Linked DNA regions of Danio rerio: region 1 is linked to region 2. Evidence: chromatin contacts called from public Hi-C data. All regions are on one chromosome and are shown on one strand. Each heading gives the region's core, a stretch centred on a gene start, on an enhancer-like site or on the middle of the called end of the contact. The rest is flanking DNA. Distances are from core to core; before and after follow the strand shown. Region 1 holds the start of cnnm2a (cyclin and CBS domain divalent metal cation transport mediator 2a). Region 2 holds the start of lbx1a (ladybird homeobox 1a).

The links. A called contact is a pair of places that touch in the nucleus more often than the background predicts.
Region 1: a Hi-C map of embryo shows a contact between it and region 2, with 2.0 times the contacts expected there. The contact joins the promoter of cnnm2a here to the promoter of lbx1a in region 2. A contact is called at or near these places in 2 of 18 Hi-C or Micro-C datasets (caudal fin and embryo) and 1 of 4 datasets of contacts at active chromatin or transcription factors (embryo).

Annotation. Positions count from the first base shown.
Region 1 is chr13:32,003,920-32,008,122 of GRCz12tu, reverse strand. It overlaps cnnm2a (cyclin and CBS domain divalent metal cation transport mediator 2a), which reads right to left and starts at 2,921. Exons shown (of 8, transcript NM_001144785.1): 1 at 1,391-2,921. The coding sequence starts at 2,840.
Region 2 is chr13:31,690,495-31,694,650 of GRCz12tu, reverse strand. lbx1a (ladybird homeobox 1a) reads left to right here and starts at 1,514. Exons shown (of 2, transcript NM_001025532.1): 1 at 1,514-1,838; 2 at 2,721-3,205. The coding sequence starts at 1,514. The coding sequence ends at 3,205.

The DNA of each region.
Region 1 (4,203 bases), core at 1,672-4,171, 310 kb before region 2:
TTATAGAAAAATGCAGGATTTATGGTTACCATTGTTAAACTAACTCATTAATTAAATCCATGGTTTAATTAAATGGTAACACTATACAATGAGGTTATATTAATTAATTTATTTACTAACAATAACAAAATGAACAATACATTTATTACATTAATGAAAATAAAGTTGCTCATTGCTAGGTCATGAACATTTACAGTGATTCCCGTTGCGGGACAATGACAATGCTTGGTGATTTCCAAAAGTCAACTAAATTTTATTAAACTTTTAGAATTAACATATTTTATCCATAACCAACGGAAATTGAAAAATAGTTGTTTTTAAAAGTAAAAACAACAACATGCAAATGAAAAGCATTTTAATTATTTTATAGGATCGGTGTGTTTACATTAGATTAACAACACAGCAATAGCGTCAGCTGCAGCAGATTGATTTTATAACACCAGGTTATTTATTATTACCAGGTTTTGGTGGTCTACAAAAATAAACCAAGAATAGACTTGTGGTGAAAACACTGTTTCTACAAGTCTCTTTAGTAAATATTATTAGTTTATATTATTATTTATGGTTAATATTAAATTAAACAAATTAATAAATGACTATAAAATTATATGGTTGTTAGACAGTTGCAATTTTTTGTGTTGTCAATAAGCTCATGTTTATATAGGCCTAATGTTGGATGAGCAATGTTTGCATATTTATAAATATATGGCATTATTATTTTAGGGGTCGCGGGCTGAAAAGTTTCGGAACCACTGCATTAATCAATGTTAACAATTATGAATTTGGGTTTTGATCATGTTTAATAGATGCTTCACAAATATTGTTCATAATTAGTTCATGCAAGTAATTCAGTGAGTAATTAAAGACACACCTTTAAAAAACAATAAGACTATACGACTATATAAAAAGTTTTTTTAAAAGTTACAAGAGTGTTTTCATAGTAACCACATAAAAAAACTACAACCTTTTTCGTGAAAAATTCTCAAAATACTTTTTGTAACAAGAATATATTTGGAGACGCGGTGGTGCAGTAGGTAGTGCTGTCGCCTCACAGAAAGAAGGTTGCTGGTTCAAGCCACTGCTGGGTCAGTTGGCATTTCTGTGTGGAGTTTGCATGTTCTCCCCGCGTTCGCATGGGTTTCCTCCGGGTGCTCCGGTTTCCCCCACAGTCCATAGAAATGCGCTATAAGTGAATTGAATAAATTAAATTGACCATTGTGTATGTGTGTGAATGAGACTGTATGTGTGTTTCCCAGTGATGGGTTGCAGCTGGAAGGGCATCCGCTGCTTAAAATATTTGCAAGATAAGTTAGTGGTTCATCCACTGTGGCGACCCCTGAATAATAAAGGTGTAGCTTTAAAATGCCAGTGCAGTTGTACACATCTTTACCTTTTTTAAACTCCTCCAGCATGGCATCCAGCTTTGTATCGTTGAAGACAAAGTGCAGAGGGTGGCTGTAGAACTTGGTGATGGTTTTCAGAGGCGTGCAGTCATCTGGATCCACAAAGGCCAAGTCCTTGACAAACAGCAGGTCCACAATGTGACATCTCTCACCCTCATACACAGGTATCCGAGTGTAGCCACTCTCCATGATCTCAGACATGGTGGCGAAGTCCAGTATGGCATCACCAGAAATCATGAAGCAGTCCCGCAGAGGTGTCATGACATCCTCCACGGTTTTAGTCCTGAGCTCCAGAGCGCCCTGGATGATGTTGAGCTCCTCTTTGACCAGGTCATTATATGGATCGGTCACCCTCAGCATCTCCAGCAGCTTCTCCCTGTTGTACACAGTTCCAATCTCCTGCCCCAGCACGTGGTCCAGGAGTTTGCTGACCGGATAGGATGCTGGGAAAGTGAGGATCATAAAAAATTTAGTCAAGAATATTGTATTCGCGCCTACAGCGAGTCCGTGCCTGGAGCAGATGGCCTGAGGCACGATCTCCCCAAATATCACTATCCCTATAGTGGACACCACCACAGCGATCAGCCCTGACCCTGCGATGTCATCGAGAAGTATAGTCAAAGTAGTGTTGACCAGGACATTTCCCAGCAGCAACGAGCACAGCAGGTAGTTTCCTTGGCTTCGGACAGGCTCGATCGCCTTCGCGTAATGCTTCTCCTTCTCGGTCCCGCAGTTTTGCACAATCCGGAGCTCCATGGGATCCAGCGCCATCAGACCCAGATTCAGCCCGCTGAACATCCCAGACAAGCACAACAACATGGCAATAAAAATCACCTGCAGCCAGAACGGCAGGAGGAACTTTTTCTCCTCCACCACGATCACTTTAGTGTCATGCCCTTCGTGATAGACCCAGGTGTGTTCGGACCAGGAGTCCTGCGCGCCAGGTGTCCCGATGGCGGTGCACAGGTAATACGTTTTACTTTTTTCCGTTTTGCGCAGAGGCTTCACCTCGAGCTCGATAATCCCAGAAGTCTTTCTGTTTACCTCCATGGTGGGAAGGATGATGATATCGGAGGATCGGATGCCGCAGGGATGCGAGGCAGGTGCGTCTCCGGGGCTCAGGCTCTCCGCAGGTGCGTTGCTGCGGTGTTCCGTGAAGGCGAGTTTGGACCACGTCTCGTTGTTGATGTTTTGCCCATAGACCCTTAATCTGACACGAGATCGCTCGCTGACGCGCAAAAAGCCTCTGTCCATAAAAGACACCTCGTCGGTGTCTTCGAGGCGGAGGCCAATGATGACAGTCTCTTCTGACGGGTCTTTACCATCAATGCTTTTGATCAGACAACTGCTGACAATTAGGAATATAACAGTCAATGATCCAGCCCGGTTTAGCGCCGCCATATTAGAAGTGGGCACTGCGGTCCATTGCTCTGCCATGTTGACAGTGGGCAGACTTTAGTCAATGAATGTAAGCTGCCACGGTCAGAGGAAGTCCGCGTCCGCCTTCATCCTCTCTAGAACCATCCTGACATCGAGCAACAAGGACGGCATTACTCACCGCGTATCGCTGCCTCTCTGCACCACGATGACACACACCAGCACGCTCTATGTGAACTGCTGCGAGTACAGATGTCTCATGACGGACGTGCGTTTTCACCAATCCGATGGCATATGTAAATTCAACCCCGGTGCATCCAATAAGATCGCGCGAAGTGTGGGAGGAGAGGCGGTGCTATCGGGCCTGAAAGCGGTAGTGGGCGTTCCTAAATCCAATCAGCTGATAAAAACAGCGGTACCTAAAAGGTGGGAGTGGTCACTGGCGGCCAACGGTATGTCACTGTTGAAACTACTGGCCAATGCATTGCAATAACGTATTGAATTTTTGGGGTTAAGCCTGAAAACAGAAAAAGACTGAATGACGGATTTAGTAGGGTACGTTAAGCACGGGGAAATGAGAAAAAAAGTAAGACAAAGAGTGAAACTATTCGCTTTCTAATTGCTTATAAACGCACGTGCGTCTCTGTCATATAAACAAACACGTGTGAAGCCTTCTTTCACTTTCATTCACTTTCCACTTCTCGATTCCCTCGTAGTTTGAAATGATATTTTTAGGAAAATAGAACATGTTAGGTTACAATAGATTGTTTCATATTAATTAATGTCCAAATACATATATTTATTTTTACAAGCAATTTCTTATTCATATTCGTTTGTTTTGTTTATTTGTTATGTATGATAATCTTTCATTTAGTTGAATCTGCATTCTTAAATTGTTTTGTATTTGTTATTTTATAAATAGCTAATTATTACATAGGATTAAGCGGTTTATAATTCAATTTAGTTCATTTAGTTCGTTTTATAATTTATTTGTGTATGTGTGATGCTTTTCGCACCTCGAATATTTCCACTGATAACTCCCCTGCGCCCCAATGGATGTATATAAACAATGCAATAATGAAAACCACAAACGCAAACTATTGCCTTCTTTTGCGTCCTTCATTGTAGTCTCAACAGTGCTCCTAGACTATTTATTTTCTCTCTCTCTCTCTCGCGCTCTCTCTCTATGCATATATTAATGTGTTTGGCTGCTGTTTTGCCTACAGAGGGAGCCAAAACCTTTCCCATAACACAAATTGACTACTTCGTTATCCTGCTATTTAAAAAATCAATACCAATTGTACGTAATGGACACAGTCAACTGGCCAATCTAAAATGTGCAAGATGTGCAGATTTGAAGGGAACTAAATTATAACAACCATGCTCTATTTTGCTTTATTATACCCGCACATATGCATATGAA
Region 2 (4,156 bases), core at 265-2,764:
ATTCGTATTATGCATTCGTTTTTAACGCATCTTATTTGTCCCATGTTTTAACCTAAGAAGATTTAAATAAATGCGAACAAATACCAACTTTCTCAAGTGGATCTACTAACCAACAAAAAGCACTTTATTCTCGTGCTGTAGATCAGCCTTTATCCTCCTTACACGGCTGTTTTCCGATCCGATGTCGCCGGTGGAGCTTCAGCCTTTTTCTGCCCATTTAACCGAGGCCTCGTGCCCGACGATAACAACGCAAAGCAATCATTAGACCATTTAATCAATTCACTAATTATACAAGCGCGCTTTAAATTTCGTCCGGTTATGCATATAGCATATATCATAAAAATATATGAATTATAATTAAGTTAAAACTATTTACGTTGTTTTTGGCTAATCCTATGCACGTTCAAGTTGATCACCGTAAATCAAGGAAAAAAATAGTTCCCGTAATGCCACAAATACCGGGGATTGAACAGCAGGCGATTTTTAGAGATGAAATATCTTACTGCTGATGTGAGCTGGCCCTTTGCGCTTGAATTATGGCAAAGAAGATTTGGTGCAGCTGAAGGGGACGATCTCTCTCTCTCTTTCTCCCTCCCTTTCTTTCTCTCCTTTACACACACACACACACACACACACACACACACACACACACACACACACACACACACACACACACACACACACATTTTATTCTATCCAAAAGTATCAGCCATAATATACTACCTGACTCCACAACACAATTAGCGTATTAAACAAAAATGTATATAATTTTTTTAAGTACGCATTTTGTTATAACAAAATATTTTCAGTAGCTACAAACTTGCTAGTGTCTGTGTTTTAATTTTGCTTTAAATATTTTTCTGAAATGTAAATGCACGTTTATAAAAAAAAATAAATAAAAATAACGTGGTACAAATGTGTAACTAATAACGAAGAGAATATCGACAAATCATTAATTTGTAGTAAAGAGTGGGAGCGTTAAGTATTGTAATCCGGCTGAGCTCCTCCTCCGGCCATGCCCTCTAATTAACGGGGCTCCTTTCCTGCTAAAGTCTGCATCGGACTGCAACATAGTCAAAGAGCAAGAGGGAGAGAGAAAGAAAGAGAGAGAGAAAGAGAGAGAGAAAAGTGCCACTGGATGTAATTGATTGTCTTGCTATCAAGAATAACTTGTTAGTAATAGTCAATTCTGGCTGCTTTTGAGGCTGACTGTTTCCACTGAAGCATCAGAGGTTGTCAGGCTGCTTCTCACTGAAACTCAACTGTTATCCAGGAGCTGAGGACAGCAGACGAGGCTTTTTTTTAAAGAAAGACTTAAACTTCTCCAACCCCTGCGGCAAAAGCAACAACATGCTGCTGATCGGCTACATCTAATTCTACGGAATTGTGGATACCTTCTCATTCAAGTTGCTCTTTGTTTATCAGCATTTTTTAAACAAAACAAGCTGTGCACAAAATCGAAATTATATCGAAAAAAACTGTAGCGTATTTTCAAAAGCTAAAAAGACAAATAATGACCTCCAAAGAAGACGCGAAAGGCGCCTCGGTTGAGGACCGAAGGCGCAGTCCGTTGGACCATCTTCCTCCACCTGCTAACTCAAACAAACCTCTCACTCCGTTCAGCATAGAGGATATTTTGAACAAGCCGTCTGTCAAACGAAGTTACACAATTTGCGGCACGGCGCACCTGCTTTCTTCCGGTGAGAAGCATCCGTCCACGGGCCATCCCCTCTCCAACCGTGCGCTGCTCACCCAGACATCTCCACTGTGCGCCCTGGAGGAGCTCGCCAGCAAAACCTTCAAGGGGCTGGAAGTCAGTGTCTTACAAGCGGCAGAAGGTAAACACAAGGCCCGGTGTGGGCATAAATTGTATTCAGGCTGGTGGATAATACTAGAAATAATTCTGTTCGTAGATATTCGTGAAAACGGTCGTTAAAAACTGCTACAGCAAAACAAATGCTTAAAAAAATATTTGACATTTTTAAACGCTCGTTTTTCGTTAAAAGGTTGTTTGAATAAAGTATACATGTGGGATTACTTCTGTGCACGTGCAATAAAAATAAATGTTTAAAAAATATAAATATAGCCTAATATAAATCTTAAAGGATAGAAATTAAAATGTTTGAACAATCAGTATATGCTACCAAATACGTGTGTATTACATAAAACTAAAGGAGCAGGTGCATTAAATGAAATGTTTAATTCGTGCGAAATAAATTAAAAAAAAATAAAACATGCTACTAAAATATATGTATTGTCATAAAAATGCATCTTTATCTAATTTAATTAGAAATACGTTTAATAATGTTTACCTGTTAGAATAAAAAAGATAATGTACCAAATAAATTAGTAATCATAAATAAAATAATGCTATCTATGCAATTAAAGATAGTTAAATATGCAGAATTGTAAAATAAATAGCACCAAATAAATGAATAAAAGGTAATAAAATGGATTAGCTCTGTTCATGTGCAATTATAATAAATGTTTAAAATATGTTAAATATCCATGTGCAGAATTAAAATGCTAAAAATAAATAAAAGTAGTTTTGCAGGCCTGTTATGTTTTTCGACCTGAAGCTAAATTGATAAACACTCATGAAGACGTCATAATTTAAAAATCATAACAGAATATTTCTATTTATAGCAATGATAAATTTTACAGGCCTCTGCTGTTCTGCGTTTTAATGTGGCTGCATTATTTTTGTTTGTTAATTTTAGGGAGAGACGGCATGACACTCTTCGGTCAGAGGAATACCCCTAAAAAACGGAGAAAGTCGAGAACAGCTTTCACCAATCACCAAATCTACGAACTTGAGAAGAGATTTCTCTATCAGAAATATCTGTCTCCGGCTGATCGAGATCAGATCGCTCAGCAGCTCGGGCTCACGAATGCTCAAGTCATCACCTGGTTCCAGAATCGCCGAGCCAAACTCAAAAGAGACCTAGAGGAGATGAAGGCGGACGTGGAGTCGGCCAAAGCGGTGGGCAATGTACCTTTTGAGAAAATGGCCAAACTGGCAGACCTAGAGAAACGTGTGAACGGTACACTCGGAGATTCATCGGCCGTGTCTCCGTCACGATCTAATCACGAGCACGAGGGCACCAACAAACTCCACATGTCACCATCATCGCCATATACAGACCACACAACGAGCAAAGAGTGTTCAGAAGACGAAGACGAGGAAATTGATGTAGATGACTGATTTTTTTTCTTGAACAGAATCGGTATTATTTATATACCTTTTTTTCAGAGATGGTCCTCGGAAACCACAGAGGTGAAAGTGCCATTAAAGCACCAAATGTATTAAATGACTTGTATTAAAAGCAAATTTAAAAAAGGAGAAAAAAAATCAACGCAAGCATGGGACAGTTTCTTCAGATCTATTTATGCAGTGGCAGTATCGTAATCATTTAGCCTATTCGTTTAAACAGCTGGAGAGCAATAAGTACATTGATAATAACACACACACACACATACACTTGAAGCACGATTGCCCACACAGAACTTTTTTTTTTACCCTGTTCTGAGTAAGTTAAGTGCATGTTTTATTTTGTTACACCAAATAATTTGAGTTTAAATGGCTGCAGATCTAATCTCAAAATATTCCTCAATTTAATTCACACACGCAGCTCCATATTAATTAAGCCTAAACCCGTTTGATAAAAGTGTATTATAGAACATTTCCAACAAAAGCTATCACAGGAAAAAAATCGATTGTCTGATGAAGTCTGGATTGTGACATTTTAATATATTTCTTATGGTTTGTATGCCTGTAAGTGCCTTTTTAAGCCAGGAAACCATTTAAACCAAGTGTATAAAGTGTAATGTATTTAAAATGAAATAAAAACGTCTTTCACTAAAATTTTGACGTTAGTTTATTTATCGAAATATGCAATCGAGACAATACAAACAGAAAAAAAAATCAGTTTTGTTTGTGTTTGTAGCCCACTTTTATTCCCTGCACCAACACTCTTTAAACATGCATCGCGTGTGTGTTTTGGATTGGACATTTTACGCTTTTAATTTTCAGAATGGCATAACATGTTTTTGTGTTTCAATATCCACAATGGATGCGTGTGAGAAACAGAAATCTGGATTGATGAATGCGCGCATAAAGGCTGGGCAAAAACGCAGGGTTTTTGGCCCGTTTCTC